Regions from separate parts of the Mus musculus genome. Here all the other regions are linked to region 1. Evidence: chromatin contacts called from public Hi-C and HiChIP or PLAC-seq data. All regions are on one chromosome and are shown on one strand. The core of a region is the stretch at or near the end of the contact, and the rest is flanking DNA. Distances in the headings are between cores, read along the strand shown.

Region 1 (3,433 bases), core at 387-2,886:
CGAGCTGCCATCGACCCGGAGCTCGCGGGCAACGATGCTCGTAAACAAGCCGGGCCGCGCGCCTGCCACCCACAGCGGGCACCGCCCTGCGCCGCGCGCCCACCCCGGCTGCTGGGGTCCGACCGCCGCCCCGCACCAGATCCGACCTCCCGCCCCCGTTCCCCCTCCGCGGCGGAAGCCTGGGGCCAGTTAGTGGGACGCGAGGCGGGAGCACAAACCCCGCACCCGCCTTCTCCACGGCGGGCTTCCCGCCTTGGGTGGCATCGCCCCCGCCCGCATCCACAACGAGCCCCTGATTAATGAGCCCGGCCCGGCCCCCGCCGAGCCCCGGCCCGGCCTCGGAGAGGGGGAGGGAGGGGACGGCGGGAAACGCAGCCCGGTGTCGGTCCGCCTCCCCCCCCCCCCCGTGCCTCACGCTCATTGGTCCGTCTCGCTGTCCGTCGGGGAACGCGGCGCCAATGCAGGGCTGCGGGGCGGGGCGTCCGCGCGAGTGTGCCTGCGTAACGCAGAGTCACGTGTTGTTTTGCTCTTAGTTCAGTCACTCGGTGCGCGATGTGTTACTCACTGTGCGGCGGGGACCGCGACAAGCCCGGGTCGTCGTTGGTGGCAGCAGCAGCAGCGGCAGCAACGGCAGCAGCGGCCCCAGTGGCAGTGTGGGCCCCGAGTGTCCGGACGCAGACCGTCGTCGCGCAGTGCAGAACGGTGGCAGCAGACGGGCCGCGCGCGTTCTAAGCTCGGCCCCGCGACTCGGGGACCCCGACTCTCGACCCAGCCAGCCAGTCCCCGGGCGCCGCCCGAGAGCCCGGGAAGCAGCGGCAGCGGACAGTCGAAGCGGGGGGGTGGCCATCGCCCGCACCGAGCATCCTTCGGAGCGGCGGAGGGCCCTGCGCCACCGAGCCGCGCGCGCCTCCTAGCCCACCGCCTGGGCCCGGGGGACGCGCGCGCGTGGCCGGGCGGCCGGGCGACGGGTGGCGGGGAGCCGCCCCCGCCCGCGCCCCTCGGCCCTCGCCATCCCCTGTTCGCCCAGCCGGGCAGAGAGACCTGAAGCGGCGGCGATGGCTAGCGCGCCCCTGCCTGGGCCCCCCGCGTCGGCGGGCGGGGACGGCCCGAACCTCAATAACAACAACAACAACAACAACCACAGCGTGCGCAAGTGCGGCTACCTGCGCAAGCAGAAGCACGGCCACAAGCGCTTTTTCGTGTTGCGCGGCCCCGGCACGGGCGGCGACGAGGCATCCGCGGCTGGGGGGTCGCCGCCGCAGCCTCCGCGGCTGGAGTACTACGAGAGCGAGAAGAAGTGGAGGAGCAAGGCGGGCGCGCCGAAGCGAGTGATCGCGCTCGACTGCTGTCTGAACATCAACAAGCGCGCGGACGCCAAGCACAAGTACCTGATCGCCCTCTACACCAAGGACGAGTACTTCGCTGTAGCGGCGGAGAACGAGCAGGAGCAGGAGGGCTGGTACCGCGCACTCACCGACTTGGTCAGCGAAGGCCGCTCTGGCGAGGGGGGCTCGGGCACCACCGGAGGCTCTTGCAGCGCCTCTCTCCCGGGCGTCCTGGGCGGCTCAGCGGGCGCCGCTGGCTGCGATGACAACTACGGGCTCGTGACACCCGCCACGGCCGTCTACCGCGAGGTGTGGCAGGTGAACCTGAAACCTAAGGGACTGGGCCAGAGCAAGAACCTGACTGGTGTATACCGCCTATGCCTGTCTGCGCGCACCATCGGCTTCGTGAAGCTCAATTGCGAACAGCCGTCGGTGACGCTGCAGCTTATGAACATTCGCCGCTGCGGCCACTCGGACAGCTTCTTCTTCATCGAGGTGGGCCGTTCGGCCGTCACCGGTCCCGGGGAGCTGTGGATGCAAGCCGACGACTCGGTGGTGGCGCAGAACATCCATGAGACCATCCTAGAAGCTATGAAGGCACTCAAAGAGCTCTTCGAGTTCCGGCCTCGCAGCAAGAGTCAGTCGTCCGGGTCGTCAGCCACGCATCCCATCAGCGTGCCGGGCGCGCGCCGCCACCACCACCTAGTCAACCTACCCCCTAGCCAGACCGGCCTGGTGCGCCGCTCGCGCACTGACAGCCTGGCGGCCACCCCCCCAGCAGCCAAGTGCACTTCGTGCCGGGTTCGTACGGCCAGCGAGGGCGACGGCGGCGCGGCAGGCGGGGCCGGGACGGCAGGAGGCAGGCCGATGTCGGTGGCAGGGAGCCCCCTGAGTCCCGGGCCGGTGCGCGCGCCCCTTAGCCGCTCGCACACCCTGAGCGCCGGCTGCGGAGGCCGCCCGAGCAAAGTGACTCTGGCGCCGGCAGGGGGAGCCCTGCAACACAGCCGCTCCATGTCCATGCCCGTGGCGCACTCACCTCCTGCAGCCACCAGCCCAGGCAGCCTGTCCTCCAGCAGTGGGCACGGCTCGGGCTCCTACCCGCTGCCACCTGGCTCCCACCCGCACCTGCCTCATCCACTGCATCACCCCCAAGGCCAGCGTCCGTCCAGCGGTAGTGCCTCCGCCTCGGGCTCCCCCAGCGACCCGGGTTTCATGTCCCTTGACGAGTATGGCTCCAGCCCTGGCGACCTGAGAGCCTTCAGTAGCCACAGGAGCAACACACCCGAGTCAATAGCGGAGACCCCGCCAGCCAGAGATGGCAGTGGGGGCGAACTCTATGGGTACATGAGCATGGATAGACCCCTGAGCCACTGTGGCCGCCCTTACCGTAGGGTCTCAGGGGATGGGGCCCAGGACCTGGATAGAGGACTGAGGAAGAGGACTTATTCCCTAACCACGCCTGCCAGGCAGCGGCAGGTACCTCAGCCTTCCTCTGCCTCTCTAGATGAATACACTCTCATGAGGGCCACCTTCTCTGGTAGTTCAGGTCGCCTCTGCCCATCCTTCCCTGCGTCCTCTCCCAAAGTGGCCTACAACCCTTACCCAGAGGACTATGGAGACATTGAGATTGGTTCTCACAAGAGTTCCAGCAGTAACCTGGGGGCAGATGATGGCTACATGCCCATGACCCCTGGGGCAGCCCTTAGGAGTGGTGGTCCCAATAGCTGCAAGAGCGATGACTACATGCCCATGAGCCCCACAAGCGTGTCTGCTCCCAAGCAGATCCTGCAGCCACGCTTGGCAGCGGCCTTGCCCCCTTCCGGAGCAGCCGTGCCAGCACCCCCTTCAGGGGTGGGCAGGACCTTCCCAGTAAACGGAGGTGGCTACAAAGCCAGCTCCCCAGCGGAGAGCTCCCCAGAAGACAGTGGGTACATGCGAATGTGGTGTGGCTCCAAGCTGTCTATGGAGAACCCAGACCCTAAGCTACTCCCCAACGGGGACTACCTCAACATGTCCCCCAGCGAGGCAGGCACTGCAGGGACCCCACCTGACTTCTCAGCAGCTTTGCGTGGAGGCAGTGAAGGCCTCAAAGGCATCCCGGGCCACTG
Region 2 (3,433 bases), core at 257-2,756, 490 kb after region 1:
TATTCCGGAGGATAAATGCTTCCATGAATTTTGTTGAGAAAGTTTTCCTGCAGTGTCATGTGACAGCTTTGTATGCATCATGTCCTGGTCAGTTTTGTTGTCAACTTGACACAAGTGAGAGTAATTTGGGAAGAGAGAACTTCAAATTGAGAGAATGCTCCCACCAGATTGGCCTGTGAGCAAACCCAAATGTGCATCTTCTTGATTATGATTGATTTGGGAGGGCACAGTTCATTGTGGGATTCTCAAATAATAAAACTTTTTAATAAAAGAACAGCATCCTGCTTTTATTTACTTATAAATTTTGAAATTCCTTGAGATATTTTTAACATCTCCAAGTCCCTTGAGCTGAAACAGTGCACACCATCAGTAAAGGAAGGGACATTTCCCTGTCATTAAATTCTATTGTGAATAAAGCAGGTGGGATTTTTTTGAGCCAGGGCACTCTGCTAGGGAGATTTGGGGAGGGACTCAGAATGCTCAGAATTCTGTTCAGACCCTTGCAGAGATGGATACAATTTTGACCATTTGGTGACTAAACCCCTCAACCCAGATCTCTCCAAGAATAGGCTGACAGTCACTGGCTTCCTGAACAAGGTCTAATCTGCTCACTTTTAACTTAATTAAAGCCCATGCACATGCAAACAGACCCAGGCTCGCCTCCACTTCCTATCCAAAGCCCATGTCTGGCATTGCCGCTTTATCAAATACCAGCTGCTCGGTGTTAATTTTTACAGAGACATAAATCTGTTTAGGAAAGGCTGGTGGACATAATCTGAACAATCTGAGCAGAGTAGTGCGTTATCCACACTCACAAAAATTACCTTAGTGCATGTCTTAGTCAGGCTTTCTATTCCTGCACAAACATCATGACCAAGAACCAAGTTGGTGAAGAAAGGGTTTATTCAGCTTACACTTCCACACTTCTGTTCATCATCAAAGGAAGTCAGGACTGGAACTCAAGCAGGTCAGGAAGCAGGAGCTGATGCAGAGGCCATGGAGGGATGTGACTTACTGGCTTGCTTTCCCTGCCTTGCTCAGCCTGCTTTCTTATAGAACCCAAGACTACCAGCCCAGGGGTGGCACCATCCACAATGAGCTGGGCCCTCCCCCTTGATCACTAGTTGAGAAAATGCCTTACAGCTGGATCTCATGGAGGCATTTCCTCAACTGAAGCTCCTTTCTCTGCGATAACTCCAGCTTGTGTCAAGTTGACAAACAAAACCATCCAGTACAATGCAATTGCTCAAACAAAAGCTCTGGTGTAGGGGGGACTTCTATAAGATTAGGTAACAGGGGCTCAGAGGATAGCCTAGTATCAATGAGAAGGTAACATATCTATTCAATGAGAAATACACATGGCAGGGATGGACCAACAGTTATCAAGATTAACCTCTGTATTAATTAATGACTTACTGTTGTGACCAAATACCTGACAATACACAACCTGAGGAAGTAAGGGTTATTTTGGTCTCATAGTTAAGAGGCGTTCTCTCTATTCTGTTGGGAAGGCAAGGCATCAGGAACTGATAGCAATAGGTTACATTGTATCCAGAGAGACATTGTATCCAGAGAGAAAGAGAGAGACATTGTATCCAGAGAAAGACATTGTATTCAGAGAGAGAGAGACAGAGACAGAGAGACAGAGAGAGACAGAGAGAGAGAGAGAGAGAGAGAGAGAGAGAGAGAGAGAGAGAGAGAGAGAACTTATCTGGTTTTCTTTTTTTCTCATTTTGTTTAAGCATATGATTCCAGCCCACAGGAGGTGCTATCTACATTCAGGGAGTCCACAGGCTCTGCTAAAATTACCTGGAAATAATTCATAAGTCACCAAGGTGTGTTTCCTAGATTATACCAAACACAGCCAAGTTCACAGTCTCTATCCTAGACAACATACAACTAAATAAAACATGCGAATCAGTGCCCCCCAAGATGAAGGTCAGTGATCTAGAGACACAAAGCAAGGATGTTCAGTCCTAATGCTGTCTCAGCTTGCATCATGGGAGTCTCTAGCCTTCTTTCTGGAGAGGGGAGGTGAGGCCAATTAGATCCTCACAGTATTTACAAACTGGAGAGATCAAGGGGAGGGTGAGAACTTACAAGCAGTTTAGCAGTTCTGAGGGTTAGAAAGGGAAGGAGAGAGGGGGAGAGGGTAGAGAGAAGGGGAAGAGAGGAGAGAGAGAGACAGACAGACAGAGAGAGGGGGGAAAAAGAGGGAGGGGAGGAAAGTAGAGAAGGATGGAGAGGAGAGAGGGAGAGAAGAGAGAGGGAGGGGGAGGAAGGGAGGGAAGGAAAGAGGGAGAGAGAGGAGAGGAGGGAAGAGAGAGGGCAAAGAGAAGGAGGGGGAAGGGAGAGAAAGAGGAAAGAGAGGGGGGAAGAGGAGGGGGGGAAAGGGGGAGACAGAGGGAGAGGAGAGAGGGGAGAGATGAGAGAGAGGGAGGAAGGGGGAGAGGGAGGAAGGGGGAACAGTAAAACTGTTTAGTTGTTATCCACAACTAAACTCTACAAGACCTGGAAAAACAAAAGAGCAGAATCAAAATCATGAAAAACTTTTTTAACATTTGAAAGCCTGTCCCAAATACACATCCCTGGAGAGACGCCAAACCACGACATTTAAACCACTGAGAAAATTATCCACTAACACGGACCCAGAAGCAACATAGATAAGGAAAATCCTAAGGAATTTCCTACAAGGAATAGAAACCACATTAAATGATGAAGAATTAATAGAAGAGCTTGAGCTTATTGAAATGAGAACTCTAAAAACAGAGAAGAAGAAGAAAAAAAGGCATAGATTGCTTTAGTTCAGAAACGGGAAGTGTACTCGAAGGCAGTCATGGCCGCCAGGGAAAGAAGGCAGGGCAAAGCAAGCGAGCAGTGCACTGGCTACCCAGGGACTGGCTAATGTAAAGTCATGTGTGAAACTAATTCTCAGTGGAGTATAGAAAGGAGGAAAGGAAAACTAGCAGAGAGTTATTAACATGATTGCTTTGAACTTGTAAGACGCCCTGAACCCAAAGATCTAGAAAGCCAAGCACGGGGGACCTGAAGAGAACTTCACTCAATGGCACCCCGAGCAAGTTATCAGATAAAGAGATAACCATCTCTGAAGTACATAGATCTGAAAGGCCCATTGTGCCCTGAAGAGGGAAGTCACAGAGCACAGCTGATTTTCTTCTTGGGAAAAGGCAAGGACGAAGTTAATACACCTTAAAAATACTAGAGGGAAAGTGTCAACATGCCGGTGGCTAACTTCATGTTAAAATTGAAGGTGACTCTAAACATAACCCTGATTGCTAGGCTTCGGCTGAGGCTTAGCGATGTGGGTTCATGCAGGGAGACCCACCTCGACACACCTACCAAGTTCTTGGGGGGGAGCGTGGACTCTGACAAACCTCTGGGACTTTGACTGAATTTTGTTGTGACATTGCTG
Region 3 (3,433 bases), core at 555-3,054, 410 kb before region 1:
TTTCTCTCTCCTACCTATCAGACAGTGGGCATTTTGGATGTTTCTATAAAACAAAATGGCTCTTATGTATAATGCCATTCCACACACAGTGCATATACTTGAGAAGGCCCAGGGCTGCAGTCCCTTTCTGCAGCCTGGAATGGAACCTCTGGGTCCAGTGATAACTTTATGTCTAACTTACATAGTGGCTTGCGCTATCTCAGTCCAACAGGTTAAAGTTTTCAAAAGCACATCTTAGGAAAAAAAAAAAGCCGATAGTGTGTGTGAACGATGTTTGGCTCGCCTCAGGCACCGGCACCTGGCAGCTGCAAGGTAACCCTAGCCAGCAGGGGGCGCTCTTCTCTCACCTTGAATCCTGGGAACCCAGGGATACCGTGCAGGCCTGGGTCTCCTTGGTCGCCTTTCTTTCCGAGCTCCCCATTGACACCGGGAAAACCTTTGGGTCCTGGCAGTCCCGGAAGACCCCCGATGACCTGGCCACATTGGCAGTCTCCAGCTTCACCTGTCGTGATTAGGACAGGGTTGCATGCGTTAAGCTGGGCTTGGACTAGCAGGGGTAGAGGACAGGTGGAGGGGCTGGTGGGAGAAGACACTGAGTGCTGTGATTAAAGGCGTGCGCTGCCACGCCTGGCTTTAGAGTGCCTTTTATGCTGCATATACGTGCTGAGGTCACGGGTAGTCCTCATCCAGACATAAGGTGTTTCATAGGACTTGTACACAGCCCGAAGTTAACTTTACCCACAAGTTTTGGTGTGGCCACTTTGGCTGCGGCCCAGCGAGTGATGCCAGCTGTGGGATTCCCCACTTGCTGTGCCATATTGGCATATTGGTTCTCAGAGAGTTTCAGATTCTGTAGCATTTCAGATTTCAGATCAGACTGCCCATCCTTTACCCTCAGAGAAGTGAATGAAGGGTGGGGGCGGGGTCAACTTGCAAGAGGAGGTGACATGGGGGCTAGGTTGGGGTCACCATCCTGACCTTCCCACCCTGCAGTCCTCACCTTTCCATCCTTTCTGCCCTCGTGTTCCTGGGAAACCTGAAGGTCCCGGGTAGCCCACTCTCCCTTCTGATCCTTTCAGGCCAAACAGGAAGCCTACGGAAAAACACACAGGACAAAAGCATTTGTGAGAGTCGGCCAGATCAGTCAGGTCCAGTGCAGCCTCTCAGCCAAGTCTACCCCAGCTCCTTGCATCTCCAGACCCACACCAGCACCTCCAAGACAGAAGCTTGGACAGCCATGTGGCCATGGTCCCTCAGGATGGAACAGAGACCAGAGCCTGCAAATTTAGCTTTTCTACCAATGTATCGAGACCAATGTCTTTGCTTTTGAGGAACGTTCAGTCCAAACGAAGAATTTGACTTTTCAGCCATGTTGCTGATGGCCGCGCATCTCTGCTCAGCCTCAGAGAATGTCCCCCAAGGTGTGTGTGTGGGGGGGTGGGGGGGTTGGTGTGGGATTAAGATAAACTCAGCTCTCCCTCTGTCCCCTTTCTGGAGTGCATGCCCATCTCTTCTCAGACCTCCCCATTTCTCCTTTCTCCTGCACACATGAACACACATGTAAACCTGCAAACATGGGGGTCCTGGAAACTAACTGGAATTCTCCTAATTGGTACTGGGCATGGTTGACCTCACTAAATGACCTTGGCCCCAATATTCCTCTTCTAGGTTCACTTTTTTTTTCACTAAAGGTCAGAGTTATTAGTCACTACAGTGCCCCAATAATTGCACATATGTATATCAATTGACCAGATGAGACTCCACTAAGACCTCACAATTCTTAGAGGCCTTTGGGAAGACTGCCATCTGGTGGTGGATCCAAGGCTGCGTATCCAGGCGAGATTGGCTGTGCTGCAGGGTAGCTGAGTACCTCTGGACTCCTTTGCTTCTCATTGTCTTACTCTGTAGCCCAGGCTGGCCCCAAACTTATGGTGACTCTCTGGTCTCAGCCTCCCAGGTGTCAGGATGACAGGTATGAGCCACCAAGCCTTATTGCTGCTAAATCTAGTAGTGGTCATAGCTCCATCGAATACCCCAGGACAAGGTAGGTGCTTGTGGCTACACAGGAAAGGATAAGGAGGCAGTGACTTCAAAGGCATGGGATGGTTTGGGAGCGCCTAGGGAAGCAGAGATTTGTAGAAGAGACCAGCGGGCATTGTTCTGTGTAATCTGATCTGGCCTCACATCTAACACAGTCTCTCACTCACTCATTCATCCACCACAAGCCAGCTCCTGAGCCACGCCAGGCAGCAGGCCAGGAGCTGTGTTGGCACTGGGAAGCTGGCCTGCCTCGAGCTGACAGCTGAGATGCAGGGACACAGCTAACACGCTCAGCAAACAAATGTGAAGTTTCAGATTCTAGCTAGCACCGTGAGAGGGAAGCTGGGAGCAGCTGATTTAGAATGGGTGGTGTCCAGGGGGGTCTTCTGAGGAAGTGGCATGGACTGTGGCTGACAGAGGGAGCTGGCCAGGCGGGGAGCTGAAGGGCTCTCCAGAAATGGAACGGAGGGACCAAATGGCCCCTTAACAGTATGGAGCCATGACCAGGGAGTGTGTAAAGGGTACACGGAGGAGTGTTGTCATGGAGGAGGGGAGAAGACCCTCTTGGGCTTTTATTCCTAAGGGCAACGGGAGTCCTGAAGTGTTTTAAGGAGAGAGACTGCACCACACACTGTGAGTCCAGTGTGGAGAGTGAGGTGCCCAGAGACTCCTGGCTCAAGTACAGACGCTATGGAGGAATAGTGGTACCAGGGAATGTGTGGGTCAAAGAGGAGAGTGACAGCGTGGAGATCTGCAGCTCCGCTCTGGGCATTCTTGAGACCCAGTGCTGCTGATTCTAGTGAGAAGTTTCATGGCTGTAGCTCAGAGTACAGAGGAGGAATGGTGATGTTTTCACAGGGCTGCGTTCCCACTGGAGAGGAGAGGAGAGAAGAGGGGAAGAGAGGAGAGGAGAAAGGAGGGGAGGAGAGGAGAGGAAAGGAGAGGGGAGGGAAGGGAAGGGGAGGGGAGGGGAGGAGAGGAGAGGAGAGGGGAAGAGAGGAGAGGAGAGAGACAGAGAGACAGAGACAGGCAGAGAGAGACAAAGAGAGAGAGGTGGGGGAGGGAGGGAGAGAGAGAAGCAGTTAGAGAGGGAGAAGGAGAGGGAGAAGGAGAGGGAGAGGGAGAGGGAGAGGGAGAGGGGGCCACTGAGAAGTCCTACAAAGTATCCAGAGATAGGAATAGTGGACAGGTACTATGGAGCCGAGGAAAGCCTTTCCGCACAGGCACTGCCTATGTGCCCGTGGAACCCCTCCAGGAGATGCTTAGGTTTGGGTTGGGCTCTAGCCTAAACTGTCAAGCCCTCCTGACAGACAGAGAGAAAAGCAGACCGTAAATAGAAGGATTATCACCTGGACTCTATGAACACTTAAAACTAGAGACCTGTCACCAAGGA
Region 4 (3,433 bases), core at 237-2,736, 400 kb after region 1:
GTGTGTGCACGCGTGCACACACACACACACTCGCGCAAACACACACATGCACACAGAAACGCACACACACGTACACACATACACACACATGCTCACAGAAACGCACACACACGTACACACATACACACACATGCACATGCCCACGCACACACACATGCCCTGAGAAGTGCTGAGGTGAGGATCCGTTATGAAATACATGCTTTCCTGCAACGCACAGGATTCAACACTGGGCACCAAACACAATAATCTTGGAGACTGTATGCCTGGTATAGAGAAGACACATTTGAAAACAAATGGATTGTATGGCTAGTAACAATGTATTCAGTGTCAGTCAGACGGAATGAACTCTGGACTTCACCAGTGGGTACAGCTATTTGGGAAACATTAGGTCAGCAAATCTGAAGAAAAGTTGGACTGGTAGACAGCAGACTTCTAACATCCCTCTGCTGCATTCCGGAAGTCCTCAAAGGGGGCTGTGCTTTTCTTTTTTCTTTTAGTCTTTATTGGCTATTTTATTTATTTACATTTCAAATGTTATCCCCGTTCCTGGTTTCCTCTCCACAAACACACACGTGCACACACATCCTCCCTCCCTCCTGCTTCTATGAGGGAGCTCCTCCACCCACCCACCCATACAGAGAAGCCCTTGCTAACAGGAGCCTGGTATAGCTGTCCCCTGAGAGGTTCTGCCAGAGCCTGACCAATACAGAGATAGATGTTGGCAGCCAACCATCGGTCTGAGTACGGGGTCCCCAATGGAGGAGTTAGGGGAAGGACTGGAGGAGCTGAAGGGGTTTGCAAACCCATAGGAAGACCAACAATATCAACCAAACAGACTCCCCAGAGCTCCGAGGGACTAAATCACCAACCAAAGAGCACACATGGAGGGGCTGAGCTTTTCATGCCTTGCATTTTAGGTCTCTTACCTTGTCTCTAAGGCAAACCATGACTCATTGCCACATGTGTGTGTCTTGCTGTGGAAACAGTGAAAGGAGAGAGCCAGTGTCTTCCTTTGATTCATCAGAGTAGCTGAGGGATGGTAGAGGGAGACCAGAACCAACCAAACAAGACCAGGAGCGTCCACTGTGGTCTTCCACATAAGTTCAAGCACACGGAGAATGAGGTAAGGCCCAGCCTCCCCCTTAGCAGCTTACGTTTAACTCCTTAGAAGCAGGCTATGTGGTTTTAACTTGCCCATGAACTCAGCGAACTTGCCATCTGACCCTTGCCAAATGACCAACTCTCTGTCTTCTTTATACCACATTTTATCTTTATTAAATGGGTGTCGTTGACACTAATTACAAAAGCACAGAATGGGATTCATTTGGCGGTTCCCTTTAATCCCACTGCCGTTCAGCACTGGTTTTATGCAATTCCTGTGGAATTGTTCTGGCAGAAAATCTAAAAGGCGACACGCCTGACTGTGTCTGTACTTCCTCTATAAATGTCAGAGAAGAGATAAATCCTGGGGACGTGTGGCAGTTTAACCACAATGTCCCATAACTCACAGCTTCTCGGCAGTAAGGAATCTGCTGTACATTTGAGTGCCCCCAGTCAGCACGACAGCAAAGGAGCATGGATTTCCATGCTTGGGGGAAGCAGGGTGAGATGACTGAGTACTTCTTCCAGGGGAGGGTTCATATTCGCAAAAGCCTCTTTGGAAATAGGAGATGAGAATAATTCCCCAAACTTCCCCCAAGGTTCTCTGTCTTTTAGCTAAACCCATGAATGGGCAGGAAGATCCAGAGCCTGCACTTCACAAACCTACTTCCAGCCTGCTCCTTGAGCCAGAAGCACAGCGCAGTGGCTGAGAGAGGGCAGGCAGGTTCGCATTCTGAGTAGTACAGGGGAGTCAACTCTGACACAGGCAGCCCCTGTGCAGGGCAGGGAGGTTGGAATGGCCACATGCTGGGCATCTGTAAGGCTTGCAGAGCAAAGCAGACACATCTCTCAGGAACACAAGCAGGATTAAGACAATTTATTATCCCTACCAATCAGCATTTCCTTTCCACCGAGGCACCTATAGATCAGCACAAGTGATTTCCACAGATTGCCTACTGTAGAGATTTATTTTTAAGATTAAAATTATTGATTTTTTTTTCACGCCACCTCATCAGTGCTACTTAGAAAGATCTCAGCTCATAATGCGGCTGTGCCTACGTGGCATCAAATATGTCCCCGAACGCTAACCTTAGGGCCACAAGATGGCTTCGTCCTGCATTCCTTTGCATTCTAAAACCACCAGGGTATTATTTTATCCCGAATAATCTTTATTTTGGTGTAATATCTAAGGTTAAAAAGGGTGTGCATGAACATGTAATCCTCACAAACACACAAGGCTTTTTAATTTAACCATATTCTCACAGTAAATGGTATCATGCATGTACTTGTGTGTGTATGTATGTGCATGGGTTCATGGGCTTATGAGTGCATGCATATGTGTGCAAAGGTGTACACAGGCACATGTGTGTGCAGATTCACGTGCATGTCTGTGTGCGTGCATGTAGAGGTTAGAGGTCATGCATGTAGAGGTTAGAGGTCATGCATGTAGAGGTTAGAGGTCAACCTTCAGTGTTGTTCCTCGGGAGATGTTGAATTCATTTTTTGAGACAGAGTCTCACAGTGGCCTAAAACTCACTGGGAAGGCTAAGCTGGCTAGCCGGCAAATGACGGCCATCTGCCCATCTCTGCTTCTCCTTCAATGAAGTTTAAACACGTGCTACAACATCCATCTTTTCCCTGGGTCTTAGATTTCATGCTTGCACAATTAACAGAGACATTGGAAGCCCCCCACACAGTACACCTCCAAGTCTTTGTCCCTATAGTCTTCTACTTTACCCCAAGTCAAATGCAGAAAACACCATCCCTGTCAGCAGGTTTTATACCATCACCACCAGCAGCTAGTGATTTTAAAGAACCACAGCAAAATGATGTCTACAATACGCTACTTAAAAAAAAAATGCTTGCTTTTAGCTGTTCAGGGACATTGTTCTTTTTCCAAAACAAGCAGAAAATTGCAGCCAGCTGAGATGGAGGAGAGAGAGAGAGATGTTCAGACAAAGCACACAGACAGCAGTGAGAACTACCTGAGTTCTCAGACCAGGAAGGAGACCCATCAACAGGACTCAGTGGCTGTCTGCCATGGTTTTACTACACTCATTGCTGTGTGGGGAGGACAGGGTGTCCTTACCTGGGTGGTGTGGCTCTCCCGATTTCTCTGAAATGATGAAGTCCCCATGCCACTCAGACACAGCCTTGAGCACCCATCGTCCTCAGCTAAACCTGTAGAAGTCGACACACAGAGCTGTAGTGAGTTTGCACCTCCTTGTCGAAAGGGAAAAACAATGTTCATATGTAGTTAACTAGACAGTGTCATATTCTGTGCACTAACCCATTAGACAATAGCAGATATTAAATTTTGCAGCTAGATGGG
Region 5 (3,433 bases), core at 385-2,884, 390 kb before region 1:
CCCCCATTATGTCAGCTAAACATTAACTTTAATTAAACATCCCTAGAAGACAGAATAAATGGGATAAGGGATTTGTCCGCTTGACCCCCCATCATTCCCTTTCTGGAGTCACACCTGGTGTGTACCTGGTCACAAGTCATTTTTGGTGGACGGCAAGGCCAATCAAAGCCAATGTTATTAAGTTATATGGCTAAGTAAGAGGTGTGCTTAGAATTCCAGGCTCCTGAGAATGCTCCCGAATTTGGAAAAGTTTACATCTGGAAAAGGGGCCAAGTGTCATCAGAACGTGTGCAGGCAGAGGCGACAGGACATTTTGGACAAAGGCCAGATAAGCCCAAACACCCACCCCCAAGGACAGAACCGGCCCCTGCACACCAGGATGTTCAATCTGGCTGCAGCCTTTCCGGGTAGAGCAGAATAGACTCCCAGTGACGCAAAGGATGAATGGTAGGAAATCCCCTCTCCTTCCTAAACCGACTCTTCCTGCCTCACCTTTCATGGGCACCAGCCCCAGACCCTCCTACCCTCCCCAGCCCCTTGCAGACTCTCCCTTCCTCTGAGGGCAGTAGACCACGACTCTTGACGATCCTGGGGAATTCCTAAGTCCTAATGAATTTCTGCAAGCTGATGGCATACACTGGCGAATTCACAAGATGTCCATGATGGCAGAAAGGGCTCCTTCAGGATCCAGGACACGTGTTCTGTGCCCTAGGATTTGGAACTGTCTACTGTTCATGAGGGTGACGGTTCACGTGTGTGGACGTGTTATGTCACCTGCAAGGGAAACGAGAGAGTACCCACCTAACAGTACGTGACACAAGAGACTGAGAGCTACTTTCCAAAGCTATTTAACAGATTGTGGTTAAAAAGCAAATGGCGTCTGGCTTGGTGAGATGGCTCAGCTGGTAGAGGAGATTGCTCTGAAGATGGATGGTCTGAGTTCCGGACCCGGGACGCACATGGGGGAGGGAGAGAACTGATGCCCAAAAGTTGTCCTCTGACCTCCATACACACACAAAGGCACACGTGAGCCCCTCCCCCACAATTGATTAGTTAATTAATTAAATCCACACACGTTGAAGCAGACATTCAGCTTTTACTCCCAGGACCCAACTCAGGGACATCCACTTGTAGTGGCTCAGACTCAAATGAGAGAGAGAGAAATAATAAAGCTAAACCAATCCGCAGCTCCCACCTGCAAAACGGGTAGAAGAAAACACTGAGACTTTGGGCTTGTAAAAAATTTCTTAGACACACACACACACACATACACACACACACACACCACCAAACAAAATAGTGGAGAAGATTAAAAAGTTTGATCCTCCAAATTCTGCTGAAAATAAAAAGGCTCTAAACTAGCCAAGTCTGTCCTGAACTAGAGGAGGGACTCCCTGTCAGGCTCCTATTAAACCTCCTGCTGATGCCTGACACTTGTGAGCCTACAGTGGTGGCCTGGTGGCCCGGCTCCCTTAATCGTCTCTCCTAAGCAGTTCCCAGCATCTGGCTCTCACCTCTTGCTCCACAAACCGTCTGCCGAATGGCTGGCTGCTCACATATCTGGCTCTGCCTCACTCACAGTCCTCCCAATTCACCCCTAGTTCTATTTTTAGAACACTTTCCTTCTGTTTTTTTTTTTTTTTTTTTTTTTTTTTTTTGTGGTTTTTGAGGCTTGAGCCCAGAGTCTGGCGTGTGCGAGGTAAGAGCTTCGCCACTGAGCTACATCCTTAGCCTGAACCCCTTTGAAGACCACTATAGTAACATCACAGTTTCTGAGGTTCAACCGAGGGGGCGCTGCCCTTCAGAGAAGGCTGCCACCCTTACTGTCCCAGCCCCATTCAGTTCTGTAGTCCCCTGGAGCCATTCAGGAAAGTCTTGTCTTAGCCCTGCACTGCCCCGGGGAACTGCTGATTGTTGGCTCCTTAGAGGGTTTGGCTTCTCTGTCTACACAGCAGACAGAATGCTCCCCGGGCCCTCATGATGAAGTCATCAAGGAGACCACCCAGGCTCATGGAAGGAGGCCTGAGTATCAGACCCTGCTCAGCATCTGATTAGATAATGAAATATCGTGGGCAGCCAAGGCGCGGGTGAGGCAGGCTCTGGAATGCTGGGTGTTCCTCCTCCAGAAAGCTCAGGCCGGTAATGTCTGAACCTGGCTGCTTTAAGCATGACTGAGCTGAACTTGAACATGCTTAGCAATGGGTAGGACCTTAGTGGGACCGCTGTGGTTCACAGGGGGTCAAAAGTTGTAGAGGAAAAGGGGTGTGTATTGACAGAAGTCTGTAAAAGCCTAAAAAGGAAATAATTTTAATGTTTACTGGATATCTCAGTTTTGAAAATTTGAAATGAAATCAACATTCCTGGTGGAAGGAACAGGGCCAAGGGGGATAATAGTGCAGTTCCAGTAGCCAACACCAGGTGGCAGTCATTCTCAGCCTGCAGGCGAAGTTAGGAAACCTGTCCTCTGGCTTGAAAGTTTTGAGTCTTTCCAGGGTCACATGACTCAGCTCTAGGGAACAGAGGGCAAGTCCCTTATTTGTTAACCTCCCTTGGGGATAATCCCAAGGAAAACTGTGATTGCCTAATTCCAGTTAGTCCAAGGGGCTATCATACCCCACTTCTCTTAGAGTAATTAAGTCAATAACTCATAATCTGTCTTTTAATCTTGTTAAAGTAAAGTATGCCAACTACTGACACTGGGAGCCTGCTCCCATGCTTACCCTGACAGCACTTGCAACAATGACTTCAAGTGACATTAGAATGAATTCCTCCCCAGGACTGAGTCAGCACATACCTAACAGCCTTGGATCTTTGCTAAGAGCCATTTCCACCTTTGTTAACACATTAGATTTTAATTCCTGTAAAACTCAGGACACATATTGTCACTATGCTCATTCTCTGAGGGAAACTGAGGTGGGGGGTGTGGCCAACCAGCCTTGTACATTCCGAGAGAGTGAGCTCTCACCGGAGATGGCCATGTGGTTCTGGAAACCCACTGGCAGCCTGGGGCATGCTCCTGTAGAAAGGGACTCAGGTGTGAAGCCAGGCAAGGCAGGACAGGTATGGGGGAAGAAGAGCAGAACAGAACAGAGCTGGTGGCGATATGGATTAGGGACAAGATAAAAGGGTATAAAAGTGACTTCTGAGGTGGAGAGGCTAGGAGATGGACCACAGACGATGGACTGGGAGGAAAGTCTGTGGGTGGCCGAGGCATCGGTGATGACTGTTCATGTCACTTGACCACCACACCCTATCTGAGAAGGCAGGATGTTGTGGTCTTTGAATGGCCAGAACTCCGTGCTGGGAGGTGGAGGAGCCACCATAAGGCACATGAATGGCACTTGGAAAGAAAAGCTTGAGAATACCTCCTACCAAGAGACCTCACCTCACCAGGGAGGTGCTGACTGCAGCCCTAAAGGGCCTAAGGACGCTT
Region 6 (3,433 bases), core at 697-3,196, 380 kb after region 1:
AGCACCGAAGTTGCAAAATTCAGAGTACAGCGTGGGGGTCCTCATTAGGAAAAAGAATTTCCTATACACGGGAATATGTCGTCAGAGCAGCCGCACCTCAGTGTGGACATCTCTGGACTCCTGGTCAACTGGTCCATCCCTACCTCAATCTCAAGGCATCCGTAGAAAGGGTCTCCAAAGCGGGATGGCTCCTTAGTGCTTTACTAGTTTCCAGGATGATCTGCACATGAGAAAATTCTTCAGACTGCTTCTATCCACTATGAAATGAACCAAGAAAACAGGGCTCTGGGGAGTACATAGAATTTTCCAGCTAGTAGATGCTGTGGAGGGCTAGCAAGTGCAGGCAACTTTCTGTGAACCAGGCTTCTCCTATGAGTTCTACAAAGTCGGTGCTATTATTTTGTGGATGAGGCAGCCGAGGCACAGAAAAGTTTGTTTGCCCAACAGCACACAGAGAAGGTGGCTTCAGAGTCTGTGTTCTTAGCTATGGCTTTGTTCAGCTTATCACCCAACTTCTTCTGTCCAGGCACTTATTTAAGCTACAGTCAGGGTCTGGTAAGTGTGTGACATCCATGTGACTCTTCATGGGTACATTTTAAAATCCCTCTGCTCTCCTCTGCTAATGTGAGATCCCACTGAGGCCAGTCTCCTGTGTTCTGAATTTTCCCACATTCAGGATACAGCATGGGGTAGGCAGAGGTGCTTTTCTTCAAGAGTGTGGACACTGGTAGTTTCTGCACTAGCCCAAGTGTATGATCCCAGCTCCTCCCTGCATCTCAGCAGCACTAACTGGACTAAATGGCTCAAACCAACCAACCAACTAACCAACCAACCAAACATCCAAACAACCAAACCAAATCAAACATTTAGAAGGACATGCAGTTAGAGGGAGGTATGATAGAGATTCTGGATCCTCAGAGGACCTAGAAGACAAGAATGAGGGTTGGATATGATCAAGATACAGTGTATCCATGTATGAAATTTTCAAAGAATGAATACAAAACTAAAGGAAGAATGTCATTGGGAAGAGAGGCCCCTTGGTCTTGCAAACTTTATATGCCTCAGTACAGGGGAACACCAGGGCCAAGAAGTGGGAGTGGGTGGGTAGGGGAGTGTGTGTGTGGGTTTAATGGGGGGACTTTTGGGATAGCATTTGAAATGTAAATGAAGAAAATACCTAATTAAAAAATATTGAAAAAAAAAAAAAGGATGTGCTGATATCCAAAGGGCCTATGATAGGAGCAGACACTTACTTCTTAATAGGAATACTGGAGGCTGGGAGAGCAAAGAAACATGAATGGAATTACTGAGAGCCAATCCAGCTCTCTGTCTGACAGAGCTAGCCTTCAAAACACAGAGTGAAGTAAAGACGGTGCACAAACAAAAAGTGTCCTCAGATATCGTGCATAGACAGAGACTCAAAAGGAAGGTTTCCCTTTATATAGGGAGAGAGTGATCTCAGATGGGGAAAAAAAAGTAAAATTTAAGGTTTAGGAACTCTGTAATTAGCAAGCCTGCAGGTAAACATCAATTAGATGCTTGGAACGTCCCCTAGACGGTAAGTCTCACACAAAACACACAAGGCTGCCAACTGTAACTGCACAAGCTGGAGGGATTAAGGAAAGGTTAAAGCCTGAGCTCTAGAAATATCAGGAAAGTGATAGAAGTAATAAAATATGCTAGAATGTAATGAGTCAAGCATGCGTGTCCCACCCGCTAGCCAAACCACTAAAGGAACAGAAACAATGTTTAAGCTAGGAATTAAAACAAGAGAAAGTGCATAGCAAACACTCAGTTTAACTGAAGAAAGCCAGGTGAGACAAGCCTGTAACAGAGACCTGTTCCTAACAAAGAGTAAATTCGAAACCCAGACAAAGGAACTCCAGCCTCCACTCTGCAGATGGCACTGGGCTCCCCACTGGCTGTGCCCTCCTTCTCTCTGCAACAGACACAAACACCCCTCTACATTTCCACTGCAGCATGGACTCTGCAGCATTGTCTAGGACAACTAAAAAGATGCCAGATGTGGCCCTCCATTTAAACTCCAAAAGGCACAGCTTTGAAGTCAGCATCACACTGACCTGAGCACAGAGGTGCCTGTCTCTAGGAAGCTGCTGATCTCAGTGAGACTTGGCAGGGAATTTGACAGAAAACATCTCAAATCTCTCGAGTCATGGTGTCTTCTCCTGTGCATTCCTCTGTGTGTGTGTGCCTGTGTGCGTGTGTGTGAACCTTGGGCATTGTTTCTCAGATACCATCTTGTTTGTTTTTCAAGGCAGAGTATCTCACTGATCTGGACTTCCCCAAGAAGGCTAGGCAGCTGCATGGATACAAGTGTGTCTATCTTTCCAGAACCAGGGTTTACAAGCAGGTGCTGTCTGTACAAGATTTTTTTGTTTGTTGGTGGGTTTTTGTTTTGTTTTGGGTAGGTTCTGGCACTTGAACTCAGCTCATGTTGTTTTCATAGTAAATGCTTTGCTGACTGATCTCCCCACCTTGCTTTTCTTTCTGGAAAACCAAAACTAAAAAAACCACTACTCCCCGATCAAAAAACAAACAAACAAAAAAACAAACAAAAAAAAACAATAACAACAACAACAAAAAAAAAAAAACAAAAAAAACCTTTTCTCTCTTTTGAGAGCTTTGCTGTATTTACTAGAAATAGTCAAATTCCCAAGTACATTATAAAATGTGAAGCTTATGCACACAAACCATTAGCAAGCCCTCTTAATGAGGGTGTCGAAGGCTTGCAATACTGAAGGGCGTCCAGAGGAATGGAATCAACCAGCAAAGAGCTTTCCGTGGTTCCCCAATAAGTGAAACTCTGACTGATGGTTTCGATAATCAGCCTGAGCTCAGAATAAACCCTTTCTTTGGAGAATACCACAGCACATTCCTCAGATTCTATTTTAGAGATTAGCCCTGATTAAGGGAAATTTATTAGGCGTAAAAGGAGAAGTGCCGGACTTGCACAAAAGGGACGCCAGAATACCAGCATTATTGTTCTTCATTAAAAAAATAAGCACGTGCACAGGTATGTCTAAATGGAAGTTAGACATTCTATATCTGACGCAGAGAGGTTTTAAGATCACGATTTTCAGAGGCTTGTCCCAAAAGGAAAACACTATGGGGCTAATAACATTTAATTTGCTTCATTTAGATCTATTAAATTTATTAGATTGCAAAACTCAAGTAAGATGGTCTCAGAGGTGATAAAAGGGGCTTTGGTATCTCTGAATAACAAGCCAGTACCATTATGTTACTCTGGTGTGGTCCAGTACAGTGTAAACAAGAAGCATTTCAAATACCACATGGTGTCATAGAAACACCTGCACCAGTGTCTGTCCTCTTTTGTGATCTTATGATGTATTGGTAACAATAACACATCAATTATTTGATTGTCGTTTGCTATTTCCAAGTAAACCAAATGTTA
Region 7 (3,433 bases), core at 701-3,200, 330 kb after region 1:
CATCCCTAAGTGTCCTGCATCCCTAGTGTCCTGCATCTCTTGTGTCCTGCATCCCTAGTGTCCTGCATCCCTAAGTGTCCTGCATCCCTAGTGTCCTGCATCTCTTGTGTCCTGCATCCCTAGTGTCCTGCATCCCAAAGTGTCCTGCGTCCCTAGTGTCCTGCATCCCTAAGTGTCCTGCATCTGTAGTGTCCTGCATCCCTAGTGTCCTGCATCCCTAAGTGCCCTGTATCCGTAGTGTCCATCCACAGGTTGCTATATCCTCATGTGCAACCCTCCCACATGAGTGACAACCAAATGTGTCTCCAAGCCCTGTCCAATGTCCCCAGGATGCAATATCATCACTAACAGAGACACATTAACATTGGGACTGGTCATGACAGAGCAAAAGAGAGACAGAACTTTCTTCCTTGAATGCAAATCCAGAAGGGCTTGAATTAGTATGATTCACTGAAACCCCATTTTGTCAATATTAAAAGCAAAACAAAATGCTCGCTGGAATGGTACATTTTATAAATTGCTTGTGCCTTAAGTGTACAAAATTCAGGAGGACACTGCTCTGCTATGGGAAACTCCACTTCTTGACAAGGCTGGGAAGGGTCCTACTGCTTCTCAGCGATATGCACGAGAGTGCAGCATGGCAGTAAGCAGCTATGTCACGTGGCTTTCCACATACAGCGTGTGTCAAGTTCTGTTTCAGATCACAGACTCCAACTCTGCTGCTCTAGCGCTGACATTGTGCTCTGTAACATCAATCAAGCGCCACACTTCATGAGAATCTTTATTAAAGATATTTGTTTTAAATAATAAGGTGGGTGAGGTACTCTGAGCCATCATGGTTTTGAAATATTGTAAATACATACTAAAAATATAATAGGCCATAGCCAAAACTTTGATTTGTGGAAAATTTGTCATTAACGGAACAGAATTACTAATTCCCAGCAAACCTTCGGCGATAGCCTGCAGCCATCAGCAATTTACAGAGGTTAAGAGAAAAATTTAAAACTATTATTACTATTATAAATAATTGATTATCATTTGTTATGAAATAATTACCTTTAAGCAACTACCACAGCTAAAAAGTGATTGCTTAGAGATTATTGCTTAATCACTACTAAACAACCATGTGCATATGGCCTCTGACAGTCATTGTTCATTATTATTTTTTTACAAGCACAGATGGCTTGGTACAATCAGTCAGGAAGACTGACGGGAAGTAATCTTTTTTAATGTAATCACCACATAAATATGTCAAATGTTTTTCTGTTTGTTTTGCTAACAGCATAACACGATTTTAATGAAGATGCTGTGGATGGTGATTTTCCATCAAACTAGACAAAAGGAAAATATGTATCTGAGCTATTTGTAAAGATTTATTAGTAAAGTATTTTTATCACAGGCATTCATCCCATTGGTACATCTAACCTTGGTTTAATCTCAGATGAAAAAAATACATAAAAATTGTTATGACCCAATGACAGGCAGTTCATGGTATACTGATGTGGATGGTTCCCATTCAAAATAACATACAGATGGGATATGAATATGTGTCTAGTTCTGGAAAGGCTGATCAGAAGACAAGAGCACAGTGGGATGTTGGCCAGTGCAGGAGATAATCTGCTCACTAGAGTTGTCCCTGTGAATATGCAAGACTCTAGATCATGTTTATAAATATAGTTTTCGCAATACTGAAGTACAAGTTTATGAGGAGAGTCTTACACCCAGTGTCTCCCTTTCCTGCACTCTGAAGCCCATCTCTCATCTCAAGGACAAGAGTCTAAGCATTGTCCAGAAACATGAGAAAACAGGAGGGCAGGAAATGACCCCATGTAGACACCAGAGCTGGGCTCAGGAGAATCCGATTTCTTGGGACAGCCTGGCTGCAGGAAATCCCCTGGAGGCACAACTGAGGGTCTTATCTCCACATGCAGTGCGGTCTTGAAGACAAACAGTCATAGACATCATACAGGTCAGGGGAGGATTCTTCTAGCTGAATCTGAGCAGCCAGCAAGAGGTCTGATCCCTGGGTCTGGTCAGAATGCTATTGCTTTTGGCCACAGATGGTTACAAGATGGTGGCACATATGGTCACTTCCGATCACAGTGCCATCAGGGTAGTCATCTCCCTACAGGAGGCTCAGATCACAAGCAAGCTGCTCCTGATTTGGGAGGCAGGGCAGGAACAGATGTTGAGAGTCTCCTTGGGGAGACTCTGCATCGATTGCAGGAGAACAGTAGCTCCAGGGAGTCTACTGCTGCAGCTCCACGCCCAGCTGCCGGTGGATCCAAGGCCTGATTTCCAGTGTGCATCGGGTCCCTGGAGGATGCCATAGAGGCCACTTCCTGAGGAGCCATGTGTTTGTCATCTTGTCATCTGAAGAGTCTCCCTTCCCTCTGACAAGCAAAGATGCACAACAGTTTCAGGAAATGAGAAGACTCCGCTGATAGGTCCTGGCAGTTAAGTTTTTTGGCAAATCACTACCTTTACCAAAATACTTCCAATTCTCTGGCAGGAGTTAGCTCAAACCAACCAATTAACGTTCCTAAGAGGCAACAGCAATTTCACCAAGAGTCATATGTCCCTCACCAAAGTGAAGGATTCCTGCGTAGAGCAAGTTGGAGCTCACTTTTCTGAATTGTAGATTTCCCTGCCCAAAGCACCCTTGGTACCCATAGTACTATTGAAGACTTTGTCAGTAATCATGAATAAGCCTGTGAATTCCAACTGCTTCTGCTCTTTCTTTTACAACACCAAGAAAGTAGCTACTCCAAAGAGTTCCTTCCAACGAAGCTCTCCATAGTGGGTCTGGGTCACCTGGAAGTGACTCTCAAACTTGTATGCACATTGAAACCAACTGGATCTACACCCATGTCACAGGCACATCTTGCACCCACAAGGTGACTCTTATTCCTTCTTGTATTGGGCCCAAAGACTCATGTAGAAGGTTCCATCAAGGAAATACCTTGAAGCCTATAACTGATTTAAGTTTTAGCAGAGAGACACAGAAATAAAAACAGACAGAGAGAGACAGAGAGAACAAGACCCGTGGTGACAACCAGGCCTTTAGATTGCTCTACTAAGAATTCTCTGGTTGAGGGCTGGAAAGATGGCTCCACAGTTAAGATCACTGGATGATCTTCCAGATGACTCCTTTCGATTCCTAGCACCCGTATAAACGGATGTGTAGATAACACTCATCGTAGTCTATAAATTCCAGTTCCAGGAAATTGATTGCCCTCTTCTGTCCTTCACGGGTAGAAGGCATGCACGTGATGCACAGACATACATGCAGAAAAGAAACCCACTCACATAAATAAAAATAAAAATAAAGAATAATTGTTCTGTTTCAATCAAGCCATTCCATCACCTCCCAACAGGAAGTTTTGAGTTGCTGATTTCAACAAAGAAAGAAGGTCTGCGAATGGACTGATTC

What was found. A called contact is a pair of places that touch in the nucleus more often than the background predicts. HiChIP or PLAC-seq counts read pairs in DNA pulled down with a chosen protein or histone mark.
Region 2: a contact with region 1 is called in an H3K27ac HiChIP or PLAC-seq map of extraembryonic endoderm stem cells. The contact joins the enhancer-like site here to the promoter of 9530052E02Rik in region 1. A contact is called at or near these places in 7 of 39 promoter capture datasets (3T3-L1-derived adipocytes, embryonic stem cells, frontonasal cranial neural crest and 2 more), 1 of 484 Hi-C or Micro-C datasets (cerebral cortex) and 14 of 115 datasets of contacts at active chromatin or transcription factors (SST interneurons, bone marrow-derived macrophages, craniofacial prominence and 10 more).
Region 3: an H3K4me3 HiChIP or PLAC-seq map of forebrain shows a contact between it and region 1, with 2.4 times the contacts expected there. The contact joins the enhancer-like site here to the promoter of 9530052E02Rik in region 1. A contact is called at or near these places in 2 of 484 Hi-C or Micro-C datasets (cortical neurons and embryonic fibroblasts) and 1 of 115 datasets of contacts at active chromatin or transcription factors (forebrain).
Region 4: a contact with region 1 is called in a Hi-C map of the N1E-115 cell line, with 6 times the contacts expected there. The contact joins the enhancer-like site here to the promoter of 9530052E02Rik in region 1. A contact is called at or near these places in 4 of 39 promoter capture datasets (3T3-L1-derived adipocytes, embryonic stem cells, maxillary cranial neural crest and 1 more), 2 of 15 datasets of contacts at CTCF or cohesin (large pre-B cells and stem cell-derived epiblast-like cells), 7 of 484 Hi-C or Micro-C datasets (the N1E-115 cell line, bone marrow-derived macrophages, cerebellum and 4 more), 26 of 115 datasets of contacts at active chromatin or transcription factors (T-cell acute lymphoblastic leukemia, VIP interneurons, bone marrow-derived macrophages and 20 more) and 3 of 9 other capture datasets (adipose tissue, embryonic stem cells and liver).
Region 5: a contact with region 1 is called in an H3K27ac HiChIP or PLAC-seq map of extraembryonic endoderm stem cells. The contact joins the enhancer-like site here to the promoter of 9530052E02Rik in region 1. A contact is called at or near these places in 3 of 39 promoter capture datasets (embryonic stem cells, hippocampal neurons and stem cell-derived epiblast-like cells), 2 of 484 Hi-C or Micro-C datasets (muscle stem cells and uterus) and 4 of 115 datasets of contacts at active chromatin or transcription factors (astrocytes, embryonic stem cells, extraembryonic endoderm stem cells and 1 more).
Region 6: an H3K27ac HiChIP or PLAC-seq map of extraembryonic endoderm stem cells shows a contact between it and region 1. The contact joins the enhancer-like site here to the promoter of 9530052E02Rik in region 1. A contact is called at or near these places in 9 of 39 promoter capture datasets (3T3-L1-derived adipocytes, the C10 cell line, embryonic stem cells and 4 more), 3 of 15 datasets of contacts at CTCF or cohesin (large pre-B cells, pro-B cells and stem cell-derived epiblast-like cells), 10 of 484 Hi-C or Micro-C datasets (the G1E-ER4 cell line, the N1E-115 cell line, bone marrow-derived macrophages and 6 more), 33 of 115 datasets of contacts at active chromatin or transcription factors (the NIH/3T3 cell line, SST interneurons, T-cell acute lymphoblastic leukemia and 26 more) and 1 of 9 other capture datasets (embryonic stem cells).
Region 7: a Hi-C map of the N1E-115 cell line shows a contact between it and region 1, with 4 times the contacts expected there. The contact joins the enhancer-like site here to the promoter of 9530052E02Rik in region 1. A contact is called at or near these places in 16 of 39 promoter capture datasets (the 3T3-L1 cell line, 3T3-L1-derived adipocytes, the C10 cell line and 10 more), 2 of 15 datasets of contacts at CTCF or cohesin (pro-B cells and stem cell-derived epiblast-like cells), 9 of 484 Hi-C or Micro-C datasets (the AML12 cell line, the G1E-ER4 cell line, the N1E-115 cell line and 5 more), 23 of 115 datasets of contacts at active chromatin or transcription factors (SST interneurons, astrocytes, bone marrow-derived macrophages and 19 more) and 1 of 9 other capture datasets (liver).

What each region holds. Positions count from the first base shown.
Region 1 is chr8:11,006,053-11,009,485 of GRCm38.p6, reverse strand. It overlaps 9530052E02Rik (RIKEN cDNA 9530052E02 gene), which reads right to left and starts at 1,636. Exons shown (of 5, transcript NR_046017.1): 1 at 1,475-1,636. It overlaps Irs2 (insulin receptor substrate 2), which reads left to right and starts at 557. Exons shown (of 2, transcript NM_001081212.2): 1 at 557-3,433. The coding sequence starts at 1,056.
Region 2 is chr8:10,518,919-10,522,351 of GRCm38.p6, reverse strand. All of the region lies in intron 27 of Myo16 (myosin XVI), which reads right to left. Among named protein-coding and RNA genes, the nearest start is that of Gm51561, 90 kb to the right of the region's middle. Within about 2 kb of position 1,506, at least 5 of the 459 cell types and tissues checked have an H3K27ac peak or open chromatin away from gene starts, as enhancers often do. A contact at or near this core is called in extraembryonic endoderm stem cells, where this site is marked.
Region 3 is chr8:11,418,237-11,421,669 of GRCm38.p6, reverse strand. Col4a2 (collagen, type IV, alpha 2) reads right to left here. Exons shown (of 48, transcript NM_009932.4): 21 at 1,001-1,093; 22 at 348-502. Among named protein-coding and RNA genes, the nearest start is that of E230013L22Rik, 58 kb to the left of the region's middle. Within about 2 kb of position 1,804, at least 83 of the 459 cell types and tissues checked have an H3K27ac peak or open chromatin away from gene starts, as enhancers often do. A contact at or near this core is called in cortical neurons, embryonic fibroblasts and forebrain, where this site is marked.
Region 4 is chr8:10,604,639-10,608,071 of GRCm38.p6, reverse strand. Myo16 (myosin XVI) reads right to left here. Exons shown (of 35, transcript NM_001319151.1): 34 at 3,191-3,282. Among named protein-coding and RNA genes, the nearest start is that of Gm32330, 67 kb to the left of the region's middle. Within about 2 kb of position 1,486, at least 33 of the 459 cell types and tissues checked have an H3K27ac peak or open chromatin away from gene starts, as enhancers often do. A contact at or near this core is called in the N1E-115 cell line and embryonic limb bud, where this site is marked.
Region 5 is chr8:11,391,967-11,395,399 of GRCm38.p6, reverse strand. All of the region lies in intron 4 of Col4a2 (collagen, type IV, alpha 2), which reads right to left. Among named protein-coding and RNA genes, the nearest start is that of Gm46030, 54 kb to the right of the region's middle. Within about 2 kb of position 1,634, at least 141 of the 459 cell types and tissues checked have an H3K27ac peak or open chromatin away from gene starts, as enhancers often do. A contact at or near this core is called in astrocytes, extraembryonic endoderm stem cells, muscle stem cells and 2 more, where this site is marked.
Region 6 is chr8:10,628,329-10,631,761 of GRCm38.p6, reverse strand. The region is part of intron 34 of Myo16 (myosin XVI); the gene reads right to left. Among named protein-coding and RNA genes, the nearest start is that of Gm32330, 43 kb to the left of the region's middle. Within about 2 kb of position 1,946, at least 48 of the 459 cell types and tissues checked have an H3K27ac peak or open chromatin away from gene starts, as enhancers often do. A contact at or near this core is called in the NIH/3T3 cell line, embryonic fibroblasts, extraembryonic endoderm stem cells and 2 more, where this site is marked.
Region 7 is chr8:10,679,363-10,682,795 of GRCm38.p6, reverse strand. No RefSeq gene overlaps it. Among named protein-coding and RNA genes, the nearest start is that of Gm32330, 7.7 kb to the right of the region's middle. Within about 2 kb of position 1,950, at least 4 of the 459 cell types and tissues checked have an H3K27ac peak or open chromatin away from gene starts, as enhancers often do. A contact at or near this core is called in the N1E-115 cell line, where this site is marked.